Linked DNA regions of Gossypium arboreum: region 1 is linked to region 2. Evidence: chromatin contacts called from public Hi-C data. All regions are on one chromosome and are shown on one strand. Each heading gives the region's core, a stretch centred on a gene start, on an enhancer-like site or on the middle of the called end of the contact. The rest is flanking DNA. Distances are from core to core; before and after follow the strand shown. Region 1 holds the start of LOC108468206 (2-oxoglutarate-dependent dioxygenase DAO-like). Region 2 holds the start of LOC108466565 (60S ribosomal protein L27-3-like).

The links. Hi-C and Micro-C count contacts between places; a contact is called where the count stands out from the background.
Region 1: a Hi-C map of leaf shows a contact between it and region 2, with 4 times the contacts expected there. The contact joins the promoter of LOC108468206 here to the promoter of LOC108466565 in region 2. A contact is called at or near these places in 2 of 5 Hi-C or Micro-C datasets (both in leaf).

The regions. Positions count from the first base shown.
Region 1 is chr7:14,592,542-14,598,773 of ASM2569848v2, forward strand. It overlaps LOC108468206 (2-oxoglutarate-dependent dioxygenase DAO-like), which reads right to left and starts at 4,897. Exons shown (of 3, transcript XM_017769101.2): 1 at 4,225-4,897; 2 at 3,776-4,091; 3 at 3,307-3,696. The coding sequence starts at 4,559. The coding sequence ends at 3,454. It overlaps LOC108455842 (probable U3 small nucleolar RNA-associated protein 7), which reads right to left. Exons shown (of 7, transcript XM_017754406.2): 7 at 6,221-6,232.
Region 2 is chr7:14,115,645-14,121,052 of ASM2569848v2, forward strand. It overlaps LOC108466565 (60S ribosomal protein L27-3-like), which reads right to left and starts at 2,954. Exons shown (of 1, transcript XM_017766943.2): 1 at 2,306-2,954. The coding sequence starts at 2,879. The coding sequence ends at 2,472.

The DNA of each region.
Region 1 (6,232 bases), core at 3,647-6,146, 480 kb after region 2:
TATCTAATTTAACACTAAAAGATGTGAATTAGAACATACTATTGTAGTATCTAATAGTGTTTTAAAATTTGAGCATGTCTTAAAAGAATGAAATAACTGTTGTGTATAAAAGTATTGAACTTTAATCGGTTTATATAAAGAGTATATAATGTTTATCCTTACAAAAGAGTTTCAAAGAAATTAATAATTGATGCATTTGCTTATCTAAATTAAAAGTTGATATATCACTAACATAGAATGCTATGTAAAGATGATAAAGCTAAGCATATCCACTTTGCCTTTCTTGCTTCCATTAAATTGATATAATGAGACATTGTAATGAATGATGGGTCTTTTAACTTTTCTTAAATATTGATTGTATGAATAAGGAAAGAGCAAGAGTAGAGGCATAGTTTGGACTGTAGAATTTTGGCAACCATGCATCTCTTTTTCCTTTTTATTGCTAATGTGAAAGTATTGAAATTGAAGTCAACAAACAAAGACAACAGAAAATTACAATATTAATTTTTTATGAATGTTTTTAACTTTCAAATTTAATGCAAAAAATAAAATAAAATTTTCATAAAAAGATCTCCAGTTCTTCACATTAAATCAATTTATAAGAATTTTTGTATTTTTTAACCCTTGTACAAAAGCGAATCTAAGGGACTGGTAGGAGCCCAGCTCCCCAAAATAAAAAAATTACTATTTAGACCTTTTAAAATTTTAAATTAATAAAGGTAAAATTACACTTTGCCCCTCCTAAATTTATAAAAATTTAATTTAATCATTTAAAATTATAGAGATATAGACTATAAAATAAAATAAAATCTCATTCGTCCCTCCTAAAAAATTGTTCGACTTCACCTCTACCCCTGTAATAATTTGTTCCATTTTTGTGAAGCCAACTTTTTAAAATATTGTCTTTGATTTTTTAAAATTATATTGTAATGTATTTTAAATTATTTATTTTAATTACTCATTTAAATAATTTAAGCTATTTATTTAAAAGAATAAATAAATTATATAATAAGTTGATTTAGGGTAAATTTCACATTAAGTAAAATATATTAAAATTTAGATATTATTAAAATATATATAAAATGTAGTAGAAAATACATCTTTAAATTTCATTATTATGGTTGCATTTATATTCAAACACTTATTTTACTAATGATTTTAATCTCATTATTATAATAATTAATCAGATCACTGTTATTTTTATTTTAATATCATCGGAGTTAACCTTAACGCAAATTTAAAAAGTATTTAAATGAAAAAATAAGAGTGACATTTGTATTGGATGTACTGTAAAATTTACCTTACTTTTTACCACTAATCAACAAATCAAACAGGTAAAATAAAGATAAAAATAATCTACTGATCCAAAATTCTGACTGGACTTTCCTTTCGAAGGTAATTCCAACAATGGCTATTAATGCCATACTAATTTCGATAATATTATTCATATACCAATATGATATATATAAAAGGTAATCAAAATATAATATAAAATCTAAAAAATGTAATTACACAAAATGACTAATATGTAAAACAAAAATTAGTATATCAAAATTTTATGAAAAACATATATATAAATAACGTATTTCAATATATATATATAACATGATTATTTATATATCTAGATTAAATTTTAAAATTTTAATATGGAATTTCTTATATATATCAAAATATTAAAAATATTTTAAAGTCACTTTTAACAATCCTAAAGATATGTGTGTTGGGGAGTGAGGTCCAAGTGGGAGATTATTGAAATATATGTACATAAAGTATATGTTGTAAAAATAATTATATATTATTATTTACTATTATAAAAGGTTAGTCCAAATTAAAGGTGATTTGATATGGTTAAAATTTATTTAATTTTAATTATTAAATAAAGTATGAGTCAAATATGTGTAAATACTCTAATAACTAATTTCTAATAGATGATCAATTCAAAACAATTCTTGGTGATGAAGAGTTGATTAAAAATTAAGATTAATGTATAAAAATTATATATTAGTGTTATGGTCCTTAAATTATACATCCGTAATTTTTTGACATTTTATCTTCCAAAAGAGTCACATTCTCTAAAATATGCTCATAAATAAAGAAAATGTGAACATTTTTAAGTATGCTTTTTCAATTTAAAGATTTAAGAAAATTATGGGTAAAAATTAAGATTGTATAGAAAATATACACGTGGTCCATAAATATATGCTAGTATAAATATCTTATTCCATTAATATGAAATTTGTTTTCCTAACAAAGGACATAGTTTGAAAATAAATAAACATAAATAATAAAAATTGAATTTGTTATGTTATCTATCGACCCACCATCTAATTGGGTACTGAACCACACTCTACATGATTCTTACTTTGGGTTGGTATGTAAGGTATTCATACATTTCTATGAGACCGCATGATGTGGGTTTGCACTATCATATAAGCAAACCTACATCGTATAAACACGCGTTAATTTTAAAATAGGGTATGTATCAAAATACATAAGAATTTACCTATAATATTATATTTATAAACAGTAATTATATCGTATAAATATATAGTTTAACCCATATGAAGGAGAGACAAATAGCAATAGTCAACAGAATTCAAAATTTACAAAATATTTAATGAAATAATTGGATGAAGCCTTGGATTTAATTAAACCTACTTTTTCCTGCTGCGTAATTTAGCCGCATTTATAAACAAATACAAGATTAATATAACTTGTACAATGCTTAGCTAACAAACAGTATCACTTTTTTGAAGGTCAATAGCAACAAAATCTGTTCAAATCTTGAGATCATAAGGGATTATATTTTGACTCTTCTATTAAAAATATAAGTAAAATAATTATTATATATTAGATTAAAGAGTAATTGATCATTCTATTAAAAAATTTATCCATTTTTATTGTTAAAAGATTTTCATCATCAATAGCAACAAAATATGTTCAAGTCTTGCCACAATTTGCAATTTACCCCTTCTACTAAAAAATGAACAATTAATCCCAGTACATTAGATTAAAAAATAAATTGATCATTTTAAGAATTTTATCCATTTCTACAGCTAAAAATTGATCTTCATACATTGACATAAAGTACACATAACATACCACAAGTCACTATTTGATTATTCAATTAGTCGCGTCAATCTTTTTTTTTAATCAGAAGGAGCAAAATACAAAGTCATGATACATTTACCTCTTGCCACATCTTAGAGATTTTAAGGCCAATCTGAAAATTTTAGGTCCAATTTCTCCGCAAAAATGCAAATCCGGAGGTTCAGGCAACCCCTTTTGCAATGGAATATACAGTCATTATATGTTGGAAATGAGTATGGACTATTTTTACTTTTTACTTCATTTCTAGGGAAATTCAAATTCATGCTTTATTCATCAAACAAAGGGTAGAAGGGGAGGACTTTCATTACATTGCAATATGCTTTACACAATCTTTCTTTGAGATCAGGTACGAACAAGTGCAAGAGCCTCACCAGCTTGCAATTTCGTCGACAGCCGCAGCTTCCTGTACTCCTCGTACGTGAACGAGTTGTAAAGTCGCGGGTGGTCCGAATCCACCAGTTCCGGTGGCGGATCCACCGCTTCCTCTTTCGGTCCCAAGAGGAACGTGGCGATCGACACTCTAGTTTTCGCCTCCTTGCATTGCACTCTATGCTTCACCGTGTGTAACCTTCCATTGCTCCATACCTGAATCAGAATCAACAACAAGATTACGACACGAGAATACACGAACTGCCACATCTAAAGAAAGGGATGATTAGCTCACCGTGGCCATATCCCCAAGATTGACAAGGAGGCTGCCAGGCAAGGGATCAACAGCTACAAATTCACCAGATTTGTCCATCACTTCAAGTCCACCAACATTCTCATCGTCTTGAAGTATTGTTAAGAAGCCAGAATCAGTGTGTAATTGGACCCCAGCCGAGCCTACAGATTGAGGGGTGAAATGGTACTTATTTATCCTAAATTGGCAAGGCCATTCCTTGCAGTAATCACCCTTCAATCCCATACTCTCTGCTATTTTTCCACCTATATCCATGATTACCTCATGTATTGCTTTAGCATACTTCGCTACTGTGTCTCTGGGTCAATATAAATCAAACCGAATTTCATTTGAACATGTCGAATCATATGAACTTCAAATTGGGTATTCAAAATCTAAAATCGAACAAGAACAATCCCATGTAGACAAAATCAAAAGGAGGGGGGGCAGACCTTTGTGAAGGAGAGGCATCCAACTGAGAGCAGAAGGTATGAATAGCCTGGGAGGAGGCCATATCATAGAGACCCAATGCTTCATAAAGAGGGTTTTTAGGACTGGGAGCCCAATAACCACTGCCGGCAATGACATCGACGTTGTTTTGCTTGATTTGGATGGGGAGGTCAAGCAATGATCTCACAACTTTCTTCATTTCCTGCATCAATTCAAAAGGGATGTTGTGGTTGACTACCCTGAAACAACCCCATTCTTCAGATGATCGCCTTAGTTTCTCATACTGTGCTGGAAAATCTGAAAGATCAATGGTTGGAATACTCTGGGTTTTATCCATTTTTTTTTTCACTCACTTTCCTCTGCTTATTTCAATTCTTCATATGGGAACTGATAATAGCTTTTATATATTATAAGGGTTATTAAGTATTGTTGAGCCTTGGTTAATGCTGAAAGTGGGGGATTGAGCTAGCAGCAACGGGACAGCTTTTAGCTTCTTCTTCCGACAAAGTGAGGCAATTTACCAAGAAAAAACAAGGAAATCCACGACATAGTGTTTGGATTGAAAGCAATGGCAAATTGGCAATGGTATACAAAGATGGAGATGAGTCCAAAAAGAAGAAAGAAAATAATAATAATAATAATGGGTGTAAGTGCATGATCCAAAACCCAATCATGTTTTTCACGTTTCCATTTTCTGGTAAGATATTTTGCCAAACCAATACGCAACTCAAAGATAAGAGTTATGTTTCAACAAAAGCCGTGTTTATCGGTATATAAGAAAGAAAAAAAAAAATTCAAACATTCAATTAAGTGCCAGCCAGCAAACTGTTCTTTTAAGAAATCAAATTCAACGTATAATTTTTTAATTATAATATTTAAAATTACTTATAATTCATTTTAAATTTTAAGTAGAAAAATAATATATTTTAATACACTTAAATTCAAGTCTTTTACTTAAACAATAATATTGATGTCAACTAAATTAAGGCTTAAAATTATTTAGTAATATTTTTAAAAATACTTTTAGGTAAAAAACACTTTTAAATTAAAGCTAAAATTTTTGTCAAAAATATTTTTCCAAAGAAATTTTTTTTGTATTTTTACTTAAAAGTTTTTTTGTTCTAAGTGTGCTTCTAAGAAGTAATGCTAAACTGACTTTTAGTTTAACATTACTTCTCAAAAGTGTTTAGGGTCAAAAGTGCTTCTGCCAAAATAATATTAAACAGACAACTTCCAACATCGAAAGTGTTTAAAAATACTTTTGAATTCGAAAATAAAAACAATTTTTTAATTTTTACTTTTGGCAAAAGTATTTTTAAGAATAAAAGATAATTTTAACTATTATAAAATATTTTATATAATATTTATATTGAGTATATAATCACCTTACTATTGAAATTTATTTTAAATATATAATATTATATATTTAAATTTTTATTGATTATATTTTAAATGTTAAAATATAATTTATATATTCAAATTAAATTTTATAAAAATTAGTATTAATTGTTTAAAAATATTTAAAATTTATATTTTATATATTAAAATATTAAAAATTATTTTATATTCTTACTAAAATATCATAATATTAACTAAAAATACATATTTATTACATTATTATCATCATGTCTAAAATAAACATTTTATTTTTCAAGAGTAATCTTCAAAATTATTTTTTCACAACACTTTTAAAAATACTTCTAAAAATTAATACTAAACTATCCTAAGAATCAATTGACAGCATACAACATTTATTATAAAAATCTACCAATTCATACTAATAGGTGATCAAATTAATCAAACTATCCATTTCTAATCTAATCAATTTTTCTAATTTAATTAAATAATTTATAAAAAAATCATCGATAATTTAACCAATAATCTGTTCATACCCCTTCATAAATCATCATTATGTTCAACCCTTACTCCAAATTATAGCCCGATCGGTCCGGTGTTGTTCTAAAAAGAGTGCCCTAACCTCGAAGCACTCGGGAGACGTTAATATTGAAC
Region 2 (5,408 bases), core at 1,704-4,203:
AGTTCTAGGCCATAACACTTGCACCTATATAGATTTTGCAGCAACTTTCTTAAAAAGTTGGATGTCCTCGTCGATTCAAACTTTCTATGTAAAAAACTTATTTGCCTTTGATGATTCTTCCTATAAATTTGTGTCTTATTCAGATGATACATGAAGAGATTTCTAATTAAATAATAAATGAAATTTTCGTATATAATACATGAAGAGATTTCTAGTTGAATAACCATTGCTTATCGTGATGGATGGTTTTCAGTTTGATTACCATCTCAAAAATTGTTCCAATAACAGTTACATGATTTGGAGTTGCACCCTCTAATAATACTTTGTTCCTATGGATCCAAATACTTCACAAGGTGATAATGAAGGTAACATTTACCACGATTTCCTTTTCAATCTTCGCATGTTACATGAATTTTGTAATCCAGAAACCATTTCAGTGTACATTAAGATTGCATGTTCTAACTTCCGAAGCAAATTGAGTTAATAAACAAATAAGTTCATAAAAATATTGGTATTATTGTCCAAATTCATTTCCCACATAGTTTTTAAATTATAAAATTTAAAACTATAGAAATATTACAGCGTAATAAAATTAAAAACTAAAAAAGAAGAGAAACAATAGTTATTACATTAATTTATTCAGGTTAATTTTAGGTGGACTTTTGTAGTTTTTAAAAGGTTAAATTTTATTAGTAACCTATGTACTATGTATAAATTATAGATTTATCATTTTTAATCTCTATACTTTTAGGGTTTTAAGATTTTGATCTTTGATAACTATTAAATTCATTAAATTCTGTGTTATATATATAAAATTAATAGCAAGATTTAACCAAACAAATTTAATTATTATCATTTATTCAGAACTAAAATCTACAACTTATACAAAATCAAACTTTTAACATTATAAGATCTAAAAGAATTATAAAAGAAACATTAAAACGACTACAATCTAAAATGAGCGGTCGATTTGGCTTTTGAAACAAATTTATTATTAGAAATCTAGTTTTGACATTGCAGTTATACATTGAAAAAGGAATTAGTATCAACTTCAGAAACTTAATAAAAAAGTTATAATTGGCGTGAGATGGCAGAAAAGTATCATTTCTCCCTTTATTTATAATTTTTATAATGTAACTACAAATAGATGTGAAGCCCTAGGCAAATCACTGCTAATCCAAACCTATATAATGTGTAAAATTAAATAATTGCCATCTAGTCCAAAAAAGATGAATCAAATGTACAACATAAAACACAAAATTGATAATGGTGGAAACCGACTAACTGGTAGGAAAGGTGGCTTGTTCACCCCCTTAAAAGGCAGAGAACCATCGACGGTAGCAGGACAGTTGCAGATGTTATAGGGAAGGAGAGCAAGTTGAAAGGTAGAGGATATATTGGAATGGAATGGCCCCTTGTTAAAAGAATGAGAGGACTTACATACAAAAGATACAGGAGATGCCATGTTCAAAGTTCTACTGATGACAAGGTCACATCTTGTTGCCCCTTTATACAGGGTGCAACATGACCACGTGGATCGAAAATGAGACATTCTAAGGCAGCTTAGCAATCAATGAGCGTGAGGCCAAGTACTCTTGACGAAGGTAGTCCATGAGCGGCATTGTGTTCAAGGGGTGACATGTGGAGCCATTTCCGGAGGTGGTATAACAAAAATGAACACTACTTTAAACCCAAAGGAACAATGCAGGGTAACAAAATCCAAGTAGGTCAGATTTTGAAAACTAGAAATGTAAAACACTGCTTTTTAGAATATTGCCTACTATTTGCTTGACTTTCATGAACTTTCCTCTAAGTGGTGGTTGTGTAACGAGTGCATAATGTTCAGTGCAACGCTCGTTATACGAGTAAACTATAGGTAACAAACAACCTCTGTCCACTGGATTTGCACATCAAGCCCTCCCATATGGATTATGATTCCAATTTCAATAAGCCCCACTCCGCTACCTCAAGCTTCCGATAGCCAAACACAAGAACATGTTGCTCACTTCAACTAAGAATCAAATAGTTTGTATAATGGATAAACCCTAAACTAAAAGCTTGATCTCCCGATCAATGCAGATTTACAGAAACAGCGATAACCATGAAAAGCCACATCCAAGCATATTCAAAATGCAGTAAAGCATACCCATTTCTTGGGTTAGCTAAAACATTCAAAAATCCAAAAATAAATCAGTGACAGTGATGACATTATAATAGGTTCAAACATTAAAAGATTCAATTCTCAACGTCCATTGACCTACAGATCTACGTTAAGACAAAATGATAAATCATAAAGGACAAAAAATAGTTCAAAAGCTTAAATTTCTTATAGAAATGAGCAAATCACGTTCCATAATATAACAAAAATAATAACCCAGAAATATCTTATCCAAACAGATTCAAAACCCGTCATTAAATTCAAAATTGTTCGATAAAACTACATAAGCATAAAACATATTCCAATAAAACACTTAAAACCTGAGCTTAGTAAAGAACCACCTGTTTTTCCCAGTCTTGAACCTCTCTTCAAACCTCTCCTTAGTTGCCTTACAAGCGGCCACTTTCTTGTCCTTGGTCTGGAGAGCATCGACGGTAACCACGTCTTTCAAGTCCACATCGAGGGTGTAGCGCGTGGGCATCAGGTGCTGGTAATTGACGAGCTTGATGAAGCACTTGACGCGTGACTTCTTGGCGGTTTTCTTCGCGGAGTCCTTGCGGATAACCTTGCTGGGATACTTCTTTATCCCTGCAACCAAACAATGGCCATAGGCGCGGTCACGTGTGCCATCGTCGAAAGATCTGACAATGACGGCTTTGCGGCCAGCGTATCGGCCCTGGAGGACGATAACTGCCTTGTTTGGTTTAAGAAACTTCACCATGGCTACGGCGGCAGCTGCGGCTCTGATTCTCTTCTCCCAAAAACCCTAAGTAAAGAAACAAGGAAAAAAGGAAATGAGGTAATATATACTGCGAGTTGAGTGCAACCCTATAGGTTTCGGAATCTTGGTGGGCTGGGCTTACATTTATGAACTCCCTAGCTATACTAAGAATCATAGGTTTATTTTATTTGGATTAGATTTTGGGGCCTTAATTTTCCGGTCAGAGTGATGGGTCTAATTAGGTCCAATAATTTTCGCATGCATTTTGTATGCAAATAAATATAAAAGAAGATTATATAACATCGATTTTTAAATTAAAATTTTTAAATAATTTAATGACTATTTTATAACTTTTTGAAGTTAAGTGATCAAAACGTAAATTTATTAATAATTTAGTAACTTTCAATTTAGTTTACCTTAAATATTTATATATTAGGAATTTGTGTTTTATGATATGATTCGTTCATGTGTTTTTATAGGATTTTTTATTTGAATAGTATGAAAACGATACTCAAAATAGTATAAGTACAAGATTATTTATTAAAATAAAATGAAAACTACAATGAAGGTGAAAGTTGCACAAGCTACATGATTTTATCCAAAATCTGAAACTTAAATATGTGCATGGATCTCGAGTTATAATGTACGGTTGTTTTTATAGGTTTTAGTTCAAGTAGTCTAACTCATCGATTTTAGTTTAAATTGTATCAATTTTAATATAATCATAATTTTTAGTATAATCATTATTATCACTAAGTATGCATATAAGCACTAGTTTAGAAGATAATTTATTTGAATTTTAATTATTAATGCCATGTCAGATTATAACTTGCAAAATAACTTAATTTAAAATTTCAATTATGTCATAAATATTTTATATATAAGTTAGTGAATTTTTTTTGAAAGAGTGATTTTTTTTTGAAAGAATATAAGTTATGATTAAAAATTAATACAAGGATTTAGTCAAACATATAATATGAATATGCTATGTGTGATTTTTTTCCATTTGTAAAAAATGTTATTAAATTTGTAAATATTATAGTTATATGAAATAATTAGATTATAAGACACAATTAAAGCTATTAAACAACAAACTTAACCATATGGTGTAATTTACGACATAAAACTTTATGCGACTTACATACATATGATATGATAATATCCAAAAATTAGTTTTGTGAATACTATAAGTTCCCCGCAATTTTGAAAGATCATTTAATTTATATGGTATATCATATAACTATAATTTTGTGGGTCTAAGTTTTGTTCAAGTCCAATTCAAATAAAAATTTTAAAATTTAGATTCAATCCAGATTAAATTTTTAAATTTTATTTTATATAATTTTAAAAAAATAAAATACATTAAATAGACTAAAAACATTAAAATAAATATTTCACGACAAATTGAAAATAAAATTTTAAAAAGTCTTTATGCTTAAATAACACTAATATAAGTTCAACTTAACAAGAAAATGCATCTAAATACCAGCAAAATTAACAATAAAACAAGTGTTATATAATATTCAAACATTAACAACAAAATAGTAGCAATATAATAATAAAATGGTAGCAAAATAGTGACAAAAAAGTCGCAAAACAACAACAAAACATGGAAAAATTTCAGGTTTTTTTTATTGAAAAATTGAGTCAGGCCAGGCTTGGACAGAAAATCTGACTCGGGGCTCAGCCCGTTTTCTAAATTGGCTTTATTTTTTTACGCAAACTCATTTTTCGAGTCTATACTTTTATTTAAACCCTCTCATTTTTCGAGCGAACTTTTGAACCGAACTAAACAACTCTACATACAAAATAAATTTTCATGTGACTTATATGCATATAAATTATAATATGATCACTAATTAATTAAATTAGTTTGCATTTAAAAACTCAAATAAAATATATGATGAGACATTATAAATATAGGATTTTATTTAATTAAATCTTCACCATTGTGTTTCTAGCGAAAGTGAGATATTGGTCAATGATCGCAGGTGTTTGGTGTTAGGAGGAGACAATAAATGAGAAAATATTTGATATATTATATATGAGTTTTTATGTAACATGAGTAAATAATAATATTACTACAATAAAAATAGTAAAAATTTATAAATAAATACTAATAATTCTATTTAAATATAATTAAAAATGGTGGAGTGGATTTATTTATATATGTGTAAAATATAAATCTAAAGTAGTTTTGCACCTATTATTATATTTTATACTCTTAATATTTTAACTATCAAACTGTTGAACTTATCAATGTAATTGTACTTGTCATGCATGTAAGTTTTCAAACCAATTCCACATCTCTATCAGACCAATCTAAAATATTGTATATATTGATATTTATTGAACGATGACACTTTTTTACATAAAAATAAATAGTTGAAAAATTTAATTTAGTTTGACATACATAATTTATATGAATGAAATATGAAATATGATAGTTAAATCATTAAAATATTAAGTGTGCAAAAATTTTAAAATTATTTTAATTTTACTTTTACGTGGGTGTTAGATAAATATATC